Regions from separate parts of the Mus musculus genome. Here all the other regions are linked to region 3. A link is a contact called in public HiChIP or PLAC-seq data. All regions are on one chromosome and are shown on one strand. Each heading gives the region's core, a stretch centred on a gene start, on an enhancer-like site or on the middle of the called end of the contact. The rest is flanking DNA. Distances are from core to core; before and after follow the strand shown. Region 1 overlaps Rrp15 (ribosomal RNA processing 15 homolog (S. cerevisiae)). Region 2 overlaps A730004F24Rik (RIKEN cDNA A730004F24 gene). Region 3 has its middle 120 kb from the start of Gm35201.

Region 1 (3,228 bases), core at 278-2,777, 470 kb before region 3:
TACAGCAAAGACAGCCACAACAGGCAGGCAGGGTCATCATGATAAAATGTAAGTAATAGGACCAGCAGGGCTCCTTGACAGATGCTCTTGAGAAACTTAGAGGGAATCTGGGACTGTAAATGACAGTGTAGCCATCTGGTTTTGTTTGTCTCTTGTTTTGCTGTCCTGCCTTGTAAGGTCTCTTTGCACTCATGTAGTCTTGGAAGTCACATTTCACCCCAGACTCACTTATTTTAGTACAAAGCTAGGGTTTGGTGCTCTTTGCCACTGAGCAGCGTATAAGCCAGGGTCTCCACACTTTCCTATATTCCTACTGAGGTATTCTTTATAGAAGCCTCCATTCTCTGCGGGGATCCATCGCCCCTCAGGGTGTCCCTGTGACCATTCTGCTATTTAAATGCATTGCTGTGCCATCCGAGGTTGCTCCCATATTAGCTAGCACCCGAGTGTCCTGGTTCTTGTACCGTGTCTCCATTCACTCTTACTGGTTGTGTCAGTGCTGGCAGGAAGGTTGTGGCTTGGTGATGGGATCTTCTGCCTGCTTGTGCCCTGTGAAGTCACTGCTGTACTGCATTCCATAGGCCTGGCATGAGGTTGTTCTGGAACTTTCCTTCACGCTGAGCCTGGAGACTTTCTTCTCCCTTGGCTGTCTCTTCTGCACTGCAGTTAAGGAGCCTCCTGAACGGGTTCTACTTCACACTGTCTTCTATTGTCTGTCTGTTTTCCTGTGTGATTGTCTCAGTTTTACCTTCTCACCTGCCTCCCTTCTCCTCAGCTTCACTCCAGGTTGGCCATCCTTGATGTCTAATGGGTGCTTTAAAACCAAAGTGAACCTGAATTCCAGGCTGAGAGTTCCTTGCCTAGTCCATTAGGCCAAACCTGCTGTATTTTATTTAAACAAGAATTTTAGCTATTCAAATTACAGACTATGAAGTATGCTTAAACTGTCATAATTTCGAAAGCCCTCAGACTATCTGGAGTACCAATCTATTTATTGTTCCTGATTCTCAAAGACTGAGCAATCTTGTTTCACTGCCTTTTATAATTCTAAATTGTATTGTTGATAAATTTAAAACCCAAACCAAAAAAAACTGAATTGAAACCAGGTCATGATGGCTCATTTTTATAATCCCAGCACTCAGGAGGCTAAGGCAGAATTGCTGCGCGTTGAAGTCCAGCTTGGGCAACATACAGTAATGAGTCGTAGTCTAACATGGTTTGCAGTATGAGACCCTATTTCAAATTACTACTTTAATCAAAAGCTTTGAGCAGTTAAGTTGGCCAGCCTGCTGTAATTGTTGGTCCTGAGTGCCAGCAAGAGCATGGGGTTGAGTCAGAAAACCTGGAATAGCTGTGGAGCTTCCGCTCCAGAGAGTCCAGCAGTCAGTGGGGAACAGGGCCCGGCCACTCACCTGACAAGCATTCCACTGTCGTGGTCTCACACCACACGAGTGTTTCTAGTCCCCAGTGCTGGTTCCACTGCAGCCGGTGTCGATACGTGAACTACTAAGTCAGCTCCCAGTCTATGCAGTTGTCTGCCTCCCTGGCTCCCGGCTGTTCTGGGTGCAAGCTGTGATTTAGTTTTTTATCCCACAAAGGCAGAAGCGGTCCATTTTTCCTCTTAATACATAAATAGGTTCCTAAAAAATAAACAAGCTGTAGCACAGTTATGTAATTAGCTTGTGAAACCTTGCGGACATTTTGGTGTCTTTTTAAAAAATGCTTGCTACATAGACACAGCCCCCAGATGGGATAGATTTGCAGACTACCTGTGGTTGTGAGAACAGGACTTGGTTTTGGTCACGTCAGTGTTGCAGTACACACGACTGCCACACGGTGGTGCTGTTGTTCCACAAAGGAAGGCGTGTGTCCTTAGCTCCAGGTCTTACCCCGTGGCTGCGTGGAATGACTTGTCTCCTGAGTTTGTTGCTTGCTTCAGTTACTTCTAACTCCTGGGCTTTATTAGTTCCCGACTCCGTGACTGTGTCAGGCAGTGAGACCTTGTATGTCCGCGCTGCTACAGACTCTGGAAGAGGCACTGTCTCAAGCAGCTGCACAGTGCCAGTTAGCTTCTCGCTTCAGTGCGCTTGGGGTTAAACTTTAGGCTCCATTAAAGTCACTGCCAAGGATTTTCTAATAAGGTACCACCAAAGGTTAATTAATGTTGTCCAAATATTTTTAAAAGTGATGCCAAATCTGTATTTTCCCCAACTCTAAATTATTTTGCTTTTATGTTTCATTGGTAGAATTGAAATTTTTTCTTTACTCTGTATTTGTATATACATGAGCACAGAATATAAAATCAATTTTATATTATTTTGGTTTTATCTCATTTCAAAGTACATATTGAAAAGTTTGTTTTGAAGTATATAATTTTTAAATTTTCTTTATGGTTAAATTGATTTGTGAATGTTTTGGTTCTGTGATTTTTCTTAGACTGAAGTGAAATCAGAAGAGAGCCCAGGGTGGAAGATTCTGCGAGATGATTTCATGATGGGAGCCAGCATGAAGGACTGGGACAAGGAGAGCGAGGGCGAGGAGCCTGCTGGTGGCAGGGCAGAGGCCGCAGCCAGCCGTTGAGCGGCAGACGGGAGCATCCAGCTCCGCTGCAAATGACCCGACGGTTGGGAGCCTGCGCATGGCCATCTGCCAAATGCTAGGACTTCCTGAGAACCTGTGCTCTAGGGTTCCTCAGGTGCAGACTGTATTAAAGCTGTATTTTTAATTCTTACAGAAATTTAACCTGTTTTTCTAAAATATTTGTACAGAGAAATATTTTTTTTCTTGAGCAGTAAACTGCAATTTTCTAGGATCCTTTGCTGTGGACACATGCCCATCATCCATCAGGGTTTCTAAAGTGCGGTCCCATTTATAATTAAAGTGAATTTGATATGAAATCTCTGCTTCCCTGCTCAGATCCATAGATCTGTCTGTCACGGAGGGTGGGTGATTGGTGCCGTTGGTTTGTGTGGCTAAGCCTTTAAGAAAAAGGTACATAAAATTTCAAATTGTTATCTTTTCTATTTTAGTTCTAGAAAACCAGTGAAGCTGTGTGATTTCCTCCACTATTTCTGTGAAACTTGGCTCCAGTTACCAAGTCTGTAAGGGAAGTAGGTATTGAGCGTGACGCGCTCTCATGAGAAGGACCCGTCTCTCTCCATCTTTCCATGAAGGGAGCCCTGCGACCACCCATGGCACACACTTGGATCTGCTCTACACTGAGGCCCA
Region 2 (3,545 bases), core at 565-3,064, 260 kb before region 3:
TAGCTTGTTATCTATAATCTAGATCATAGCGGATGCTGAGACAATATTATATCCACATATTAACAAATGATACAATCTAGAATCACCCAAGAAGAGGGTCTCAATGAGAGATTTTGCCCAGGTGTCCTGTGACCATGTATGTGGGGATTCAACTTGATTACATTAATTGAAGTTGGAAGGTTTTCTTATCGTGGGTTCTAGACTAAGCTTTTGCATGAGGATTTGAGCAAGAAGAAGAGTTCCAAGAAGAGATGTGTATTCCTAATTTTTTTGAATGCTTGGACAACATGGAGAAGTCACACCAGGCTCATGAAGAACTCGATTTTCTGGGCATGGGTCATGGACAGCGGTGTAAGAGTAGAGAAAGCAATGAGTGCAGGTTTGCCCACTTTTATTTCCCCTCAGCTCTGGATTAGCTATGTCTACTGAGCAAATATGTAATGATGTGGCTGGCTGCTTTAAATTCCTGCCTAGACTCTCCCCTGTGATGGACTGTCACCTGAAACTGTGAGGCCAACCAAGACTTTCTTTCTCAAAGTTGGTTTTGTTAGAGTACTTTAGCAATGCTATCTGGAAATGAAATGAAAACAACTACTATGTAAGATATTAGTAATGTCAATTAACCATTACAAAAGCTTTGAAATTGTCACTATCATTATGCTCATTTTAAAAGTAAACCCATATCCATGACTTAGATTTTCTCAATTAGAAATCTGCTTTTCAGTTAACTAGGATTCCTCTTCCCAATGTCCTCTGCACTTAAGACACTCGAGTTGCTTGCACTTCTGTGATGGAATGCCCAATAGTAGCAACTTACAGGAAGATTGATTGTCTCAAACTTTGGAGGATTCAGTTCATCTTGGTGGGGAAGCCACGATAGGGCAGTTTAGTATACATCTTGGATGGCTGGGAAGCAGTGTGAGAAGTGGCCACTCCCAGGAACCCACCTTCACTGACTAACCTCCTCTGACTAGATACGGAAAATCAAAGTTTCTTGACCATCTCAAATACCACCACCAGCCAAGAATTAAGTGTCAAAACCATGAGTCTATAGTGGACATTTCAGGTTCAAGCCATTACAGTGTGGTGGGGCTGGGCTTTGGTCAATGGATGTAGCTGGAAGGATTGGGTGGCAGTTTCAGAGAACTTGACCTAAATAATATTCCTGCTCTACTTCACTTTTAATTACACCAACTCTCACTCTTATCTCCACCGCAACCCCCTCTAAGATCCCAGAAACGGAGATTTGAATCCTAAGGCTCTAGAGACCATGTTGAATCTTGAGGAAGAGGCTCAGCCCTTAGGGCTGCAAAGTTATCCTTGAGACCACCATAAAGCCAAGTATTTAAGCTATTCCCTTAAACAGCACACATTCATATGACAGAGCCATAAAGCTTTCTAGTGTGTAACATGGACCCAATGTTAACAATAGGAGGATATTGTCTAAAAGCACATCAATATTAAATGAAACATCTCAGTTTTCCCATCTGGAGCGGCCCAAGCCCATCACCACTGTGTCAGACTAACCTCAGGGGAAAAGAGCTCTTTTCTCTACAGCACTGGGTGTTTAAGGTAGATGTGCTTGGTCCTTGGAGACAGTGGGCATCCTTTCCAGTTAGTCTGTTCTAATTATGTTTGACTAGGGCAAGTAATGAATTGGTTCTAGACAAGCACATGCAAATGGATGTCAGTCAGAAGGAAGAACTCATGAAGGTCGGTTCAACCTTCATTTTCATTCTTCTAATGCCTGCACAAAGTGGACTAGGAATACCAAAGCTCTTGAAGATTTGCATGAAAATGATCTCCAGCTGCCCTGGCCATTTGTGTGAAGGAAGTGCCCTTGAAGGCCTTGCTATGCGGCTGTGTCTATGTCTATGCAGGAAGCTGCATTGCTGGGGGCTGCATATGCATTCCATCACCCACACAGTTCAGATGGGGGAATCACATGACAGTTCTTTGGCTATTTAAAGTAAGTGTGAGTCTTAATTATCTTCAGAACACTCCAGTGCTATGCAGAGCACTAATCAATAAGACAATAATTGGGTGCTTTCTCACTGCAGATGATGAAGCATGGAGCCTGGGAGACAACTTGACTTCACATGCTACCACTCCAAGAGAATTAATTAAAAAAAAAAAACCAAACCTATTAGGTTCCTAAGAGCTCATCAGAGATACATGATAGTTATAAATATTGATGGTTTCATGTATGGTCAACAGCCATGCACTATACTGGAAAATATCATTTATATAAAAATAAAAACCAAAAAACAACAACGAAAAAATAAACCAAACCAGGGCTAGAGAGATGTTTCATTGGTAACGGTGAATGCTGCCAATCCAGGGAGAGAGAGGGAGGGGGAGAGAGAGAGAGAGAAAGAGAGAGAGAGAGAGAGAGAGAGAGAGAGAGAGAGAGAGAGAGAGAGAGAGAGAGTAAATCAACTTAAGGGGAAAAAAGAATAAATCAAACCAATAAAACAAAGTAATATCAATCTGTATGAGTAGTTATATCAATAAATAAACCAGACTCCTAGGAAGAAAATTCTCAATTTTCAGAGCTTTATAAAGGTTGATCTGAAACAACACCAAGGTATATTATATTTCTCTGTGGGATGGTGACTATCACAAAGAATTGTGTTTTCTAAATTAATTTTTTTGTTGGTGATATCATTCTTATCAAAGTTATATTACAATTTTATGAATAAAATAACTCCAAGGCACAACTACTAGAAGAACCCGAATGACGTAGTCCTGAGTTTGGAATCACACTCAGTGGTTGAGGGCTTGCTGGGAGTGCATGGGCTTTGATATTGTTGTCATAGGAACAGTAGGTGTGAGGGGTGAGGGGTGGAGCAGAGTGGGGGGTTTCGGGAGGGAGGGTGGCGGTTAGGAAACTAGACAGTCCCAGGAGGCGTTTAAAAATATATATTATGTTTAATTTATGTATGTGGGTGTTGTTTTGTTTGTATGTCTGTCTGTGTACTGCATGCATACCTGATGTCCATAGAGGCCAGAAGGGCCAGAAGAGGGCACCAGATCCCTTGGAACTGGAGTTACAGGTGGTCGTGAGCCACCATATGGATGCTGGAAATTAAACCCGGATCCTCTGGAAGACCAGCAGCAGATGCTCTTAACCTGTGAGCCAGCTCTCCAGCCCTGAGGAGAGCTTTGCTTTCATGGCCCTGAATGACTTAAGCCATGAGTTTAGCATCAAACATCTCTGTGTGTTTGTTTTTGTGTCTGAGTGCCTCTGTGCTATGGCTGCATGTGGTGTCTGTATGTGTGATTACCTCTGTGCTGGGGCCGGTATGTGGAATCAAAAGACAACCTGAGAGTCAGTTTTCTGCTTCTACCATGTGAGAGACTTGGGGTTGAGTTCAAGTCATCAGGTTTCACAGCAAGCACCTTTACCTGCTGAGCTATCATGCTGACCTAGAGAACTTTTATTATTTTTAAATTATTATTTACTTTTACTTTATATGTGTGTATCTATAAGTGCTTTGCCTGCATGCATGTATATGGACCACATCCATGCCTGGTGTCTGAGG
Region 3 (3,531 bases), core at 1,031-3,530:
TACCAAATATACACACAAATAAGCATACATGTACCAAATATGTACATGCACACAATATACACATCAAACATACACACATACAACATACACCAAACACACACACACACACACACACACACACACACACACACACGCATTTCACATTCTCTCTGCTTGGAATGAATGCCTTTTATCTAAAAGCTTAGGGTGGGTGGGGTAGAATATTTGCTAATATACACTGACCTATCTTGGGAAATGGCTCTAAATGCTAAAAACAAAATTGGAGGCACTTCCTTACACTTAACCACAGTGAAATCTTATGCGTTGCCGTCTACACTGCCATGTGAATTCAGGCCTGGGATGTTCCCATCTGTGACATCTCAGTGCTCAGGTTTTGCTTTGGAAAGGGTTGAGACTTCACATTTTCAGATCAGGGATCCCAGCCCTCAGCCCACCCCCACCCCACCATAGTGTAGAAAGTAATGTTTTACAGGATTATCTCATGCAATTTTGAGGGCCAGCAAGGTGAAATGTGTGGCCAGGCTGCCAGGCTGCAAGCTCCTGCAGGATCACATTTCAGTCTCAGACAGTGATCTTTTTTTTGGAAAACACCAATCCTTGCTGCTAAGGTCTGCAACTTATTAGATGAAGCCTGTCCTTGCTGTGTTGTGTAACTGGCATTATCCAAAGCCTATTGATTTAAATGTTTATTACACCCAAAATCTACCTCCAAAGTAATATCTGGTCACGTATTTGATCAATAGCAAGGCTCCTTAACCAAGCAAAGCAGCACATAAAATTAACCATCACACAGACACACAGATACAGACAGACAAGACACACACACACAGACACACACAGACACACACAGACACACACACACACACACACACACACACACACACACACACGAGGCATGCATGTGTGAGCTAGTAGTTTTCATTTACCAAGTAGAAGTTAAATAGTTAGCCACCCTTTCCACCTTTATAGGAGACGCAGGATTCAGACGATTGCTCAGTTAAAGCAGCTGGTTGAGGAGCACTGCTGCTTTGTACAAAGCTTTGGCCTGCTGGGTCCTTATGCTCCCAGCAGGTAATGTGACTCAGGAAAACAGGAGCTCCACCATCTGTGTCACAAAACGTCCAACTGTGGGGACAGTTAGGGCTATCGTGCTAATCCCACAGTCTCCTTCCAACAGCTTCTGTGCACCCTGATGTGGGACCACACATGAGCGCGAGCGCGCACACACACACACACACACACACACACACACATACACATACACCAGGCAAGGACAACTTGTCTCTTCTTTGTGGTATGTCTACAGGAACTAGTTAATCTGAGCCTGTGTCCCTAGGGCTGTGACCACTAAAGAGAGGCATCTAATTTACATTTGGACAAACCTCCTAGAGCTGCCTGCAGCCATATACTACCTCTCTGTGATAAATATATTATTTAGGTCTATTCTCTCTAATTGAAAGATGAAAACAGAGATTATTGCACTTTAAATGCATAATTAGCTTTCTATTCTTCCAGTTGCCAAACCACCTCTGTTTCCTGCTGATACAGGCCCTATGGCCCTGCAGAAATGTTTCTTGCTTGCTTTCCCCTGAAAGCGTAGTTGAAAATAAAAATGTTGTTTCGTTTATGTCTCCCTCCTCTGACATATTATAAAAGACATCTCTCTGTTCCCTCCTCTCCCCTTTCTCTCTTCCTACCCCTCTTCATCCTCCCCTCCCCTCCCCCCTTCCCCCTTCCCCTTCTCTTCTTCCTTCCCCTGCCCTCCCTTCTTTCTCCTTCCTCCCTGTCTCCTTCCTTCTCTCTCCTTTCTCCTCCTCCCCTTCCTATTCCTCCTCTTCCTCCCTCTCCTCCCCTTCCCTCCAAACTACATCCCTTCTGTTCCTCTTTCCTCTCCTTTCATTTCCTCTCCATCCTTCTTCCCTAAACCAAGTCATAGATTTTAATTCTCCTGCATGCTATCCTTCCATACTGAATAAGATGAGAGAGAGAGAGAGAGAGAGAGAGAGAGAGGAAGGAAGGATGAAAAAAGAAAATGAAAATCTTACAGTCTTAAGGTTTCAAAAGAAAAGTCCTTGGCTGTTTACTCTAAATTACCTTTAATTTCCCATATTCGTCAACTGTGTAATACTTTTATTTTGTATCTCCCTTCTCTATCACTACTCTAACTTTATCTTGTTTCTCCATTAGCTTCTGATTTTTCTTCCCCCAGTCTGGACCAAGATGGGGTAGCTGCCCTTGGAAATACCCTGATAATTTTGTTTGCACAAAAGTGAAGTTCTCCACCTTGCAAACATTCCTGGAATTCCCTCTCCCCTGCCTCCTGTGGGGAGCTGTGCACCACACCTCCTGAAACTCAGAGTTAATGATTTCATCAGTTAAATCAGAAACACCCTGGTTCTTTGAGATCACATCTTTTCTCAGGCAACATAGCTCCTTTGCAGTCGATGAGCCAGGAAATCGTTTCTCCTGACTATGGTTATTTATTATTTACTTCAAGTAAAGCACACATCCCATGATAAGCTCCAAAACCAGGAACCAGAGAGTGACTTTACTAAAACAACCAAGAGTCAGCAGCCAGTATCATTAGTTATGGCTTAACGAAAGTCACCTGAGAAATGGCGTGGGATTCACCCACACTATAGAGGAAGCATTGCAATGGAGAAGGTTCTTGTCAAACAAAACACGGGGTACCTCTACTCTCAAGACTGCTGCCGCTCAGGTTCAAGAGACACTTTGCAGGGAGGCTAACACACAAGCCGCTGGAGGCTTCTGATAGACAGTTCCTCTATTGAAGTTCTAGAGAACATAAATCAGAGGCTGAGTGTAGAACCGTGCTCACTCTGAAGTCACCTGGCCTCTCTTCCAGACCTTTGCTTTCCCTACAGCTGTCACTATGCTATTAACACTCTTCCTTCTTCCTTGGCTAGCAGCAGTACAGCTCCAACCCCTGCCTCTGTCATCAAGTGACTCCACATGTCCTTCTCCTTGTGTGTGTCTGTCCTTGTGTATTTTCTCCAGTTCTTATGAGAACCCCAAAGGGTTAAAAACTCTATGTCCATCTATGTTCATGAACTAAGACTGAGGAAAAACCAGGAATTTGGGAGACAATACTCAAACCAGTGCTGGTTCCTCTTGAGAGAATAGGCCTAAGACAACATCTTAACTGTATTCCTTATTAGACTGGGAGTTTGTGAATAACTAAGACAGTTCTACAAAAAGAGAAGAGGCTTCGGGGGTCAGTTCTGCTTAACTGAGCTGGATGCCTGGTGCTAACCTTTCTGACTCCACAGCAACATTCTTCTTCAATTTTTCTTCTGTCTAGGACAGTAGGGCCAGGAGCACAATGCAGATACATAAAACCTGGATTCTATAACAGCGAGTTTTCTAATCACATTTATAATCCAGTAGTCTTCAACTCAGTGATCTGTAAAAATCTGAAATCTCAAATTTTCTTGGATAAAGTTTAGTATCAATCCATGTTGACTATCAGAAGCTAGCTAGAACTGACATCAACTTCCCTATAATGTAGAG

What was found. HiChIP or PLAC-seq counts read pairs in DNA pulled down with a chosen protein or histone mark.
Region 1: a contact with region 3 is called in a FOXA1 HiChIP or PLAC-seq map of pancreatic cancer cells. The contact joins two enhancer-like sites. A contact is called at or near these places in 10 of 39 promoter capture datasets (the 3T3-L1 cell line, 3T3-L1-derived adipocytes, the C10 cell line and 6 more), 29 of 484 Hi-C or Micro-C datasets (the C2C12 cell line, the HL-1 cell line, MC3T3-E1-derived osteoblasts and 15 more) and 5 of 115 datasets of contacts at active chromatin or transcription factors (embryonic stem cells, fibro-adipogenic progenitors, kidney and 1 more).
Region 2: an H3K27ac HiChIP or PLAC-seq map of embryonic stem cells shows a contact between it and region 3, with 2.7 times the contacts expected there. The contact joins two enhancer-like sites. A contact is called at or near these places in 4 of 484 Hi-C or Micro-C datasets (the HL-1 cell line, embryonic stem cells and liver) and 1 of 115 datasets of contacts at active chromatin or transcription factors (embryonic stem cells).

What each region holds. Positions count from the first base shown.
Region 1 is chr1:186,720,755-186,723,982 of GRCm38.p6, reverse strand. Rrp15 (ribosomal RNA processing 15 homolog (S. cerevisiae)) reads left to right here. Exons shown (of 5, transcript NM_026041.2): 5 at 2,437-2,897. The coding sequence ends at 2,580. Among named protein-coding and RNA genes, the nearest start is that of Tgfb2, 16 kb to the right of the region's middle. Within about 2 kb of position 1,527, at least 33 of the 459 cell types and tissues checked have an H3K27ac peak or open chromatin away from gene starts, as enhancers often do. A contact at or near this core is called in pancreatic cancer cells, where this site is marked.
Region 2 is chr1:186,508,985-186,512,529 of GRCm38.p6, reverse strand. It overlaps A730004F24Rik (RIKEN cDNA A730004F24 gene), which reads left to right. Exons shown (of 2, transcript NR_131158.1): 2 at 1-692. Among named protein-coding and RNA genes, the nearest start is that of Gm35426, 24 kb to the right of the region's middle. Within about 2 kb of position 1,814, at least 6 of the 459 cell types and tissues checked have an H3K27ac peak or open chromatin away from gene starts, as enhancers often do. A contact at or near this core is called in embryonic stem cells, where this site is marked.
Region 3 is chr1:186,253,465-186,256,995 of GRCm38.p6, reverse strand. No RefSeq gene overlaps it. Among named protein-coding and RNA genes, the nearest start is that of Gm35201, 120 kb to the right of the region's middle. Within about 2 kb of position 2,280, at least 29 of the 459 cell types and tissues checked have an H3K27ac peak or open chromatin away from gene starts, as enhancers often do. A contact at or near this core is called in embryonic stem cells and pancreatic cancer cells, where this site is marked.